Regions from separate parts of the Bos taurus genome. Here region 1 is linked to region 2. The links are chromatin contacts, called in public Hi-C maps. All regions are on one chromosome and are shown on one strand. The core of a region is the stretch at or near the end of the contact, and the rest is flanking DNA. Distances in the headings are between cores, read along the strand shown. Region 1 has its middle 79 kb from the start of TRNAE-UUC. Region 2 has its middle 13 kb from the start of TRNAG-CCC.

The links. A called contact is a pair of places that touch in the nucleus more often than the background predicts.
Region 1: a Hi-C map of blood shows a contact between it and region 2, with 4 times the contacts expected there. The contact joins two enhancer-like sites. A contact is called at or near these places in 6 of 11 Hi-C or Micro-C datasets (blastocyst, blood, liver and 3 more).

The regions. Positions count from the first base shown.
Region 1 is chr11:50,193,066-50,197,991 of ARS-UCD2.0, reverse strand. No RefSeq gene overlaps it. Among named protein-coding and RNA genes, the nearest start is that of TRNAE-UUC, 79 kb to the left of the region's middle. Within about 2 kb of position 2,076, at least 18 of the 102 cell types and tissues checked have an H3K27ac peak or open chromatin away from gene starts, as enhancers often do. A contact at or near this core is called in blood, where this site is marked.
Region 2 is chr11:50,074,142-50,079,407 of ARS-UCD2.0, reverse strand. No RefSeq gene overlaps it. Among named protein-coding and RNA genes, the nearest start is that of TRNAG-CCC, 13 kb to the left of the region's middle. Within about 2 kb of position 3,692, at least 11 of the 102 cell types and tissues checked have an H3K27ac peak or open chromatin away from gene starts, as enhancers often do. A contact at or near this core is called in blood, where this site is marked.

The sequences.
Region 1 (4,926 bases), core at 827-3,326, 120 kb before region 2:
TGTCCTAAAATAACTCACGCAAGTGGTTACTATGGTGCCTGGCCAGGGTAGGCGGTTTCAGTCAGTGTGCTTCCCCTAACAGATCCCGGCAGGGGAAACTGCACGAACAAAGAGGAAGGGGCTGGAAAGCTAAAAGTAGGAGAAGAAAAGGCAAAAAGAGAAGGGCGGTACAAGCAAAAGTTCTGAACTGTCTCCTGACTTTGATGAGCTGCGTCACCTTCAGTTTTTTCATCAGTAAAGGAGAAGAAACTACCACCTCAGAGGTTGGTTTTGTTACAGAGTCCAAGCCTGCTCTGGTCCCCACACGAAAGGCCAATAAATCTGAGACAAGGTGTTAAGACAAGGAAGGGACTTTATTCCAGAGCCAGCTGACCAAGAAGATGGTAGGTCAGGACCTCAAAATAACCATCTTGTTGGGGCCTGAATGCCAGGTTCTTTTATGGATCAGAGATGGGGAGAGGTGAGGAAACAAAGTTAAAATACCATTTAATTCCTGCAAATATCTCCTAGAATGGCAAGCCTCAGATATGGGGATGTGTTAGTTTCAGTTCCTTACAATCATTTCATGGGTGGTGTGAAATGGAATATCTCCTGTCATATCAACAAACAAAGATGTCATATCTATCTGTGATTCTGGCCTCCCGAAATGTGAATTTCTGGGCCATTAAGTGCGCAGACAGGGGCACCGGGTGCTGCTCCATTTGCCACACAAAGAATTCAAGAATGTCACGGTCCTTCTCAGGTGGATGGGGTAAAGTTATCTCCCTGAGGCAGGTCATTAGGTATGCCCATAATAACAAAAGCGGCGAGGTAAGGGTTAAAGCCACAGAAGCAGATCCAATGTAAATTCAAAATTAACCCTTCCTGGTTACAGTTTTAAGGATTGAGAGTCTGTGTGAACCAGTTAGCACCAATCAATCCATAAATATTCCTTCCTCCCCTGGGAAGCGTGAGCAGCCAGTAAATGATAGGGCTGGTTCTTAGCCCCCATTGGGTGTCAGAATCTCATGGACAGATTTTTAAAATATTGACTCCTGAGCTCTCTTCCCTCAGGGGTAGGTGTCAGGGTTAGAGACAGATTTAAGGAGTTTGGGAGCAGGCAGCAATACACACACACACACACAAAACACACACACACACACTCTGACAACCCAAAGAGAGAGTGACAAATCCCAGCCTTGCCAGTCAGCCTGGGGTCAGAGGCTGAGAAATGATCAGAGGGTCCAACCCACTCTGCTTTGCCCAAGCACTCAGTCCAGGGGGTGAGGAAAGATCCACGGATTCTATTCCTCTCTGGCTTTCCCTGCAGAGCTGAGGAATAGGAGAGAAAGATGGCTGGAGACCTGGGGCCGGATTTTCTCAGTGCGGGAAGGAGAGGAGAAGGCACTGCAGACAGTGGAAAGGAAGAGCATTAACAAAGGTGGAGAGGCAACGGCAGGGACGTAAGGTTTCTGAGGCAGAATATCAGAGGCAGAACCTGGAAAAACATGGGGTCTGGGTGCAAGGGCATCAGCATGAAGAGAGCAACAAGAAACCCTGAAAGCTTCTGGGTAAGAGACACTTGCAAGATTAGTCCCACAGAAAGGTAGGAGGAGGACCAGAGGACGATGACCTTGGGATCAAAGGGGGCAAATCCGAGAGACGTTTTACTAGAAGAAGCTAGAGGCCTGGTGGAGGTGGAAAATGAGAAGTCTTAGGTGAGGGCTTTTGTAAACTAGAAAGTACTGTGTAAGGAACTGTTTACTGATACACGGAATGCAGGATGCCAAGAGAGGTGGGGGTGAGACAAGCCCAGGATGTAGCCAAGTTTTCCCACTGAGGGAGACCCAGAGAATCCTGGCTCCTAAGATGGAAAGTGGACTCCCAAGGAGGAACTTCTAGAGTGAGGGGATAGCGGAGGACGTGGTCTGAGACAACATGAGGTGAAGGTGGGTCTTCCGAAGAGAAAGAGGGCACCTGGAGAAGGGCAGGCATCAGGCAGACACCACCACCAGCTGGATCCCGCCTCCACCCCCTCAGCCCAGCCAAGGGCTGGCATTTTCTTCCTGGATTCCTCTCACGACAGCTGAGGACTGCCAGAGGGGGCGCTGGCGACCACGATCTAGAGGGAGTGAGCCAGGAACGGAAGGTATGCTACAGGCTGAACTGTGTTTCCTCAAAATTCACATGCTGAAACCCTAACCCCTGAACCTCAAAATAGGACTGTGTTCGGAGACAAGAATTTTAAAGAGGAGATTAAGTTAAAATGAGACCTTTAGAGTGGGTCCTGGGCCAATCTGACTGGTGTCCTTAGAAGAGGAAATGTGGACACAGGGACACCAGGACTATATTGAGGAAAAGCCACATGGGAATAGTGAGAAGGTGGCCATCTGCAAGCCAAAGAGAGAGGCCTCAGGAGAAGCCAAAACTGCCGACACCTTCATCTTGGATTCTGACCTCCAGAACCATGATAAAATTAATTTCTACTGCTGAAGTCACCCAGTCTGTGGTGTTTTGTTATGGCAGCCCAATCAGACCTACAGAGGTGGGTGGGAAGGGCCACCCAGTGCCCACAGGGACTGGACACGGGGCAGAGACTAGCAGGGTGGCCAGCATGGGGCGGCAGCACTGCTGAGAGTAGGGGATCCTGGCCTCCTGAATTCTTTACAGAAGGTTCCACAGGGAAGGAGGCTGACTCTGCATAAAAAATGAGAAATAAACAGACCTGGAGGGAGGAAACAGCTCAGAGAAAGAGAAAGGGCTTTGCTGCTATCTCAGAGATGAGTCTGCAGGCATCCTGCATCTCTGCCCCACCACCCCACCACCACCACCCACCACCACCCTCCACCTTACTTTATGACTGACTCTACCACATGCCTCCCTAAAACTTCACAAATGTCCAGGTCAAAGACAGAGCATTGAGCTGAATTACTCTACCTGGGACCCAGGACCACAGAGCAGAATTAGCTTCACCTTCGTGTCTTCCCCAAGCTCTGCTGACAAAGGCCACTGGAGCCTCTGCTGCCCAAAGTGCTCCACCCGCCAACTTGTCTGACACAGTCCCAGCCACATGGGGGCACCAGCTGGCCCGGGGGCCAAGAGGTTGCTTATTGGCCCATTGTTGGGGCCCTGGAAACCCCTTGGACACCTCTCGCTCTGGTGCCCAGGCAGCCCCATAGGGGACTTGGCTCCCCTAACTGCTCCCCAACCGGGACTGAAGCACAGGAAGGTTATTTGTTGATGGGTCATCCAACGGGGGAATGTTCTACTTCACAGCCTTCCCACCACAGAACACGGAAAACTGTGCTGTTGCCCATGAAATGCCCTGTGGTGAGACAAACGATCAGAAATGTAGCAGCTCTTGTGGCCCCTAACACACCCCCCAAACACATGCCCAAGGACCAAGAAATAACCCTGCCAACCACCTCCCTCTGTCCAATTCAGAAGTTCGGAAAGCTTCTGCCATGGGGCCAGAGCGTGCCATAAGCAGTGTCTCAGAGATGAGAACTCTGAGGATCAGAGCTGGGCAGTGCACTGCCCTGAGCCAAACAGGTAAGGAGACACCGAGTCCCAACCTTCCACCTCGGAGTCCAGTGTTGAAAGTCCTGACCATTCTGTGTAAACTGAGCATCTCAAAGACCCCAGCCCCTTTCTGCCCTAGGTATACTTATAAATGCACAATAAAATCCTCCATTTAGCAGAAGCCACCATAGCTGGAAATCTCAACCTGAATTTCATATCGCTTTTTTCTTTTTCAATAAAAAGCCTCAAAGATCAACCAGACAAGCTTACGGTGGCATCTTAAAATAAGTATTTTCACGGGGTAGATCCTGGGATTCGTATTCTTCCATTTCAGTCTTTGATGCTCAGAACTGACATGATCTTCCGAGGTCACGATGTCCCCTTCTGTAACAGTTGGCACATTAATGTCCTAAATAGCTAATTAAATTGCAGCATACCATCCTCTGATCCAGGAAAAACACTTAGATGGATTGTTATTATCTCCACTTGAAAATGGAAAACAGGTAAAGCAGGTTCAGGACTTCACACACAAAGCAGCAGCGAAGCAGAATCTAAATCCAGGCCCCAGGGTCTATGCCATTTTGACAACAGAATACTTAAGAGCCAGAGACCAGGAAAACAAATGAAGGTCCATCCGTACTCTCCCTTGTCCCGACTCCACTGCGATAAGAAGCAGAGGAAACTTAGAACCTGGGGAGCCTGAGGGTGGTATTTAGAGGCCAAAGTACTGGGCTCTACTGCATTCTTGGGTCCAACCATAGTCTAGGAACCCAAGATTGAAGAGGGGCGACTGACTCAGAGCTTCCCAGGTGGCTCAGTGGCAAAGAATCCGCCTGCCAATGCTGGTGACACAGGTTCAGTTTCTAGGTTCGGAAGATCCCCTGGAGGAGGAAATGGCAACCCACTCCAGTATTCTTGCCTGGGAAACCCCATGGACAGAGGAGCCTGGATGGCTACAACCCATGGGGTCACAAAGAGTCGGACATGACTGAGCGACTGAGCATGCATACATGCAATGAACTCAGAAGAAAAGAACATTGGCAAGGCCCAGTGTAGAAGTGAGCAAGCTCATGTACAGAGTATGCCCAGACTTGGGGAGGAGGACTGAGCTTTCAGAGTGCTGCAGTGATGGCTCTCACCCCCTGCCCCCCTAGCTATTACCCAGTCCATGTTAACAAGGAGAAACCACAACAATAAAAACAACTAACATTTCCTGAGCATTACAAGGTGTGCGGCACGGTTCTTGGTGCTTTACACAACATTCTGCCTCCCCCCAACCGTCCTATAAGGCAGGTGTATTATTAACCCCATTATCCAGATGAGGAAGAGGCACAGACAGATTAAGCAAATTGCAACTCAGACCCAGGTGGTCTGGCTCCGGCGTCTACACTCTCAACCAAATAGGAATGAAAACAGTAATTGTCC
Region 2 (5,266 bases), core at 2,443-4,942:
TTAGTTCCTCTTCACTTTCTGCCATAAGGGTGGTGTCATCTGCATATCTGAGGTGATTGGTATTTCTCCTGGCAATCTTGATTTCAGCTTGTGCTGCTTCCAGCCCAGTGTTTCTCATGATGTACTCTACATATAAGTTAAATAAGCAGGGTGACAATGTACAGCCTTAATGTACTCCTTTTCTATTTGGAACCAGTCTGTTGTTTCCATGTCCAGTTCTAACCATTGCTTCCTGACCTGCATACAAGGTCAAGAGGCAGGTCAAGTGATCTGGTATTCCCATCTCTTTCAGAATTTCCCACACTTTATTGTAATCCACACAGTCAAAGGCTTTGGCATAGTCAATAAAGCAGAAATAGATGTTTTTCTGGAACTCTCTTGCTTTTTCCATGATCCAGCGGATGTTGGCAATTTGATCTCTGGTTCCTCTGCCTTTTCTAAAACCAGCTTGAACATCTGGAAGTTCACAGTTCACATATTGCTGAAGCCTGGCTTGGAGAATTTTGAGCATTACTTTACTAGCATGTGAGATGAGTGCAATTGTGCAGTAGTTTGAGCATTCTTTGGCATTGCCTTTCTTTGGGATTGGAATGAAAACTGACCTGTTCCAGTCCTGTGGCCACTGCTGAGTTTTCCAAATTTGCTGGCATATTGAGGGCAGCACTTTCACAGCATCATCTTTCAGGATTTGAAAAGTAGGAAGTCAAGAAACACCTGGAGTAACAGGCAAATTTGGCCTTGGAATACAGAATGAAGCAGGGCAGAGGCTAATAGAGTTTTGCCAAGAGAACACACTGGTCGTAGCAAACACCCTCTTCCAACAACACAAGAGAAGACTCTACACATGGACATCACCAGATGGTCAACACCGAAATCAGATTGATTATATTCTTTGCAGCCAAAGATGGAGAAACTCTATACAGTCAGCAAAAACAAGACCGGGAGCTGACTATGGCTCATATCATGAACTCCTTATTGCCAAATTCAGACTTAAATTTAAGGAAGTAGGGAAAACCACTAGACCATTCATTAAATTAATTTATGAAGCAGAAATCTGGGAAGAGCCTCTGTTCTGAGCCTGGGATCTCCTAGCCTCCAGGCCTGAGTTGCCTACTTTTCAGGCTTCTTTTGAGGGAGAGGAAAAAGCTTCTATGATATTTTATGTCATTGGGTTTGGGGGATTTTCTGTTATATGAAGGTGTTATATGAGCCTAATTCTATGCAATACAAAAACCAAAGAACATGCAAGTCACTTAAGATAATAAACAAAGTACTAAACAAGGAACCGTCTTTTTTAAAATAAAGCATAATTCAAGATGACAGAAATAAGGGAGTATCCTGGTGGCCAAGTGGTTAGGATTCTGGGCTTTCACTGTCATGGTCCAGGTTCAATCCCTGGCTGGGGAACTGAGATCTTACAAGCTGTGCAGCACTCCATCCCTCCACCAAAAAAAGATGGAAATAAGACTAGGGAATTTTTCTAACCATAAATATAAATTCATTTCTTAAATCCTTCTAACTTAGATTGGGTCAAAACCAATTTTTTTTTTTTTCTTCAGGAAAAGCACATCAGCAACAGTTTTCAAAACAGCGTGTTAACAAACAAAGTAAAATTCAAACCAGAAGATAGTAAACATTTAAAGAGTGTTGTCTAATATTGCCACTATCATAAAAACCTTTGCAAACTTTTATGCACTGAATAACATCACACACACACACACACACACACACACTGTTACCACTTAGAAGAGTGCCAGGTCCAGATGGTTTCACAGATGACTTCTTTCAAAGCTGCAATAAAGCAGTAACTTCAATACCTCAAAATGTGTGTCAGTAGCTAGAAAAAAAACATATGTCTACCCAAACATTTTACACAGCCAAAATGATCCTATAAACAAAAGCTACTATGAATATTATTGAAAAATTCTAAATAAAAATACTAGCAAAATTAACCAGGAAATACATCAAAATAATACTACGACAATGCTGCTAATTAAAGTTTACTATAAGAATGCAAGGATATTTCAATATCAGGAAGTCTATTGTCATCATTCAGTACATTCATTGGTAAAGGAAAAAATATGTTTACCTTGATATGAGCCTCAAAGTTTGTTGTTTTTAATTTCAAGAGCTATATCTAATCTTTTTTAAGTTCTTGGTAAACTAATAATAGATGAGTTCTTTCTTAAAAGGATTAAAAATATCTGGCTCATATTAACAGCCAACATCTTATCTAATGGTGAAACATCAGAATGGTTCCCTTTAAAATCAGGAAAGAGATAAGGTTGTGAATTAGCCCCACTGTGTTTCAACATCATTCTGGAGGTCTTAACTATCACCTTAAGCTAATAAAAAGAAATAGGAAGAATTTATTATGAAAAATAAAAAAGAGAAATGTCATAATTGCAAATAATATATTTATCCAAAGTAAGTTTTGGTAAATAAATGTTAGAATTATTCAGAGAACCTGGTGAGGTTATTTAGACCACAAAGTGAACATAAATCAATCGCAGCAATAATTAGTTAGAATATATACAGACAAATGCCATTCATAAAGTAAAAAGAAAACCTAGCAGACTATATTTTCAATAAACCCTGGTAGACTGTATTTTTTAAATTCTCAGCAACAGTAAATCCCATTCCACATGCTCTTCCTCAGTATGTCCTGGCCACTGCCCCATAAGGGATAGAGTTCAAGTCCCCAGCTCTTAAACCCAGTCTGGCCTTGTGACTTGCTGGGAATCAATAGAATTCAGCTGACTTCAAAGGCTAAGCCAGAAAAGGGCATGCCTCATTCCCCTGGGATGCCTGCTCCCATCCATATGCCAGGTAACAAGTCTTATCCTCTGTGGCCACCAGGTTGGAGGGGCCGCTCTCAGCACTCCAGTTTACAGCCCCCCACAGTCCCAGTTGAGCCCAGCCTTCCCACAATACCATCAAGGGAGCAGATGTGTGATGATACCACCTTGGAGCTTCTAGACCACCCCGTTTGCTACCTGAGTACCAAGAAGTGACCTCAACTGACGTGACAAAGAGCAGCATTGCCCAGTTGAAGTGGCTCAAACTCTTGGCCCTCAGAATGCAAAATGGTGCAGCCACCAAGGAAAACAGCTTGGTGATTTCTCCAAGTTAAACATAGAACAGTCATAAGACCCAGCAACTCCACTCTTCTCCTGGAGAAGGAATGGCAACCCACTCCAGGAGGTGGAAATGGCAACCCACTCCAGTATTTTTACTGGAGAATTCCATGGACAGAGGAGCCTGGTAGGCTACAGTCCATGGGGTCACAAAAGAGTCAGACACAACTGAGTGAATAAACAGCAACAATTCCACTCTTACATACATATCCCAAAGAACTGAAGGCAGAACTTGATGTTTGCACACTCGTGATCATGGGAGCATTGATCACAGTGACCAAAAGGGAGAAACAACCCTAAACTCCAACAACAGATGAATGGATAAATAAAATATGATATATACAAATATTAGAATATTTATTCAGCCATGAAAGGGAATGAAATTTTGATACCTACCTCAACATGGATGAATCTTGAAACCATTATGCTTAGTGAAATAAGCCAGACACAGAAGGACAAATATTGTATGGTTCCACTTGTATGAGGGACCTAGAATAGGCAAATTCATAGAGAAAACAGGAAACAGAACAGCGGTTACCAGGGGCTGGGGGAAGTGAGGTAACTAATAGTGTGTGCTTAGTCACTCGGATGTGTCTGACTCTTTTGCAACCCCGTGGACTATAGCCCTTCAGGCTCCTCTGTCCATGGGATTTTTCAGACAAGAATACTGGAGTGGGTCACCATTTCCTACTCCAGGGGATCTTCCGGACCCAAGGATCGAAACTACGTCTCCTGTGTCTCCTGCATGGCAGGTGGATTCTTTACCTGCTGAACCATCAAGGGACGGGAGGAGTGTGGAGTTATTGTTGATGGGTACAGAGTTTTTGTTGGGGATGATGAAAAAGTTTTGGGTATAGATAGTGGTGATTTTTACAAAATACTTTGAACGCAGTTAATACCACTCAATTTTATACTTGAAAAGGGTTAAAATGGGAAATTTTACATCATATACACTTTACCACAATAAAAAAATTTTCCTGATCCACAGAATACATCAGATAGCAAAATAGGCAGAGCCACTAATATGAGGTTTTTGTTCAGCAGCAAAGCAGAACAAAACGCGCTTAGGAAAAAAGTCAAGCAAGAAATGTACAGAACACGCCAAAACTCTACTGGTGGAAACTGAGTAAGATTTGAATACGATGGGAGAGAAATTAGTCAGAGTTCTCTAGTCAGGGTTTTTAGAGAAACGGAAGGTCCTGCCACTTCCTCCCTGTGTGTGCATGCATGCTCAGTCGTGTCTGACTCTCTGCAACTCCATGGACTGTAGCTCACCAAACTCCTCTGTCCATGGGATTTCCCAGGCAAGAACACTGGAGTGCGTTGCCATTTCCTTCTCCAATGCATGCAAGTGAAAAAGTGAAAGTGAAGTCACTCAGTCGTGTCCGACTCTTAGCGACCCCATGGACTGCAGCCTACCAGGCTTCTCCATCCATGGGGTTTTCCAGGCAAGAGTATTGGAGTGGGGTGCCATTGATGTATGCTAAATCCATCACAGTTTGCTTCTCATCAGTGTTGCTTACCAATACATCTGTCACCCAGAACATGATTGGTACCAAGGGATGTTTGTCCCACTATAATCTTTATGTGTGTGTGTGTTAGTCGCTGGCTGCACTGGGTCTCTTTGTTGCAGCACATGGGATCTTCAGTTGTGGCGTGTGGGATCTAGTCCCCTGATCAGGGATCCATCCCTGGCCCTCTGCCTTGGGAGCACAGAGTCTTAGCCACTAGACCACTAGGGAAGTCCCAACCCCACTATAATCTTGATCAAAGAAAGAAGTGAAAGAAAGTGAAGTTGCTCGGTCGTATCCGACTCTGCGACCCCATGGACTGTAGCCCACCAGGCTCCTCCATCCATGGAATTTTCCAGGCAAGAGTACTGGAATGGGTTGCCATTTCCTTTTCCAAGGAATCTTCCCAACCCAGGGATTGAACCCAGGTCTCCTGCATTGCAGGCAGACACTTTACCACTTGAGTCACCAGGGAAGACCAATCTTTATCAAACTAGTATACAAACACATGTAAGAATATCCTTGGGGCTTCCCAGGTGGCATTAGTGGTAAGGAATCTGTCTGCCAGTGCAGGAGACATGAGTTCCATCCCTGGATCAGGAAGATCCCCTGGAGAAG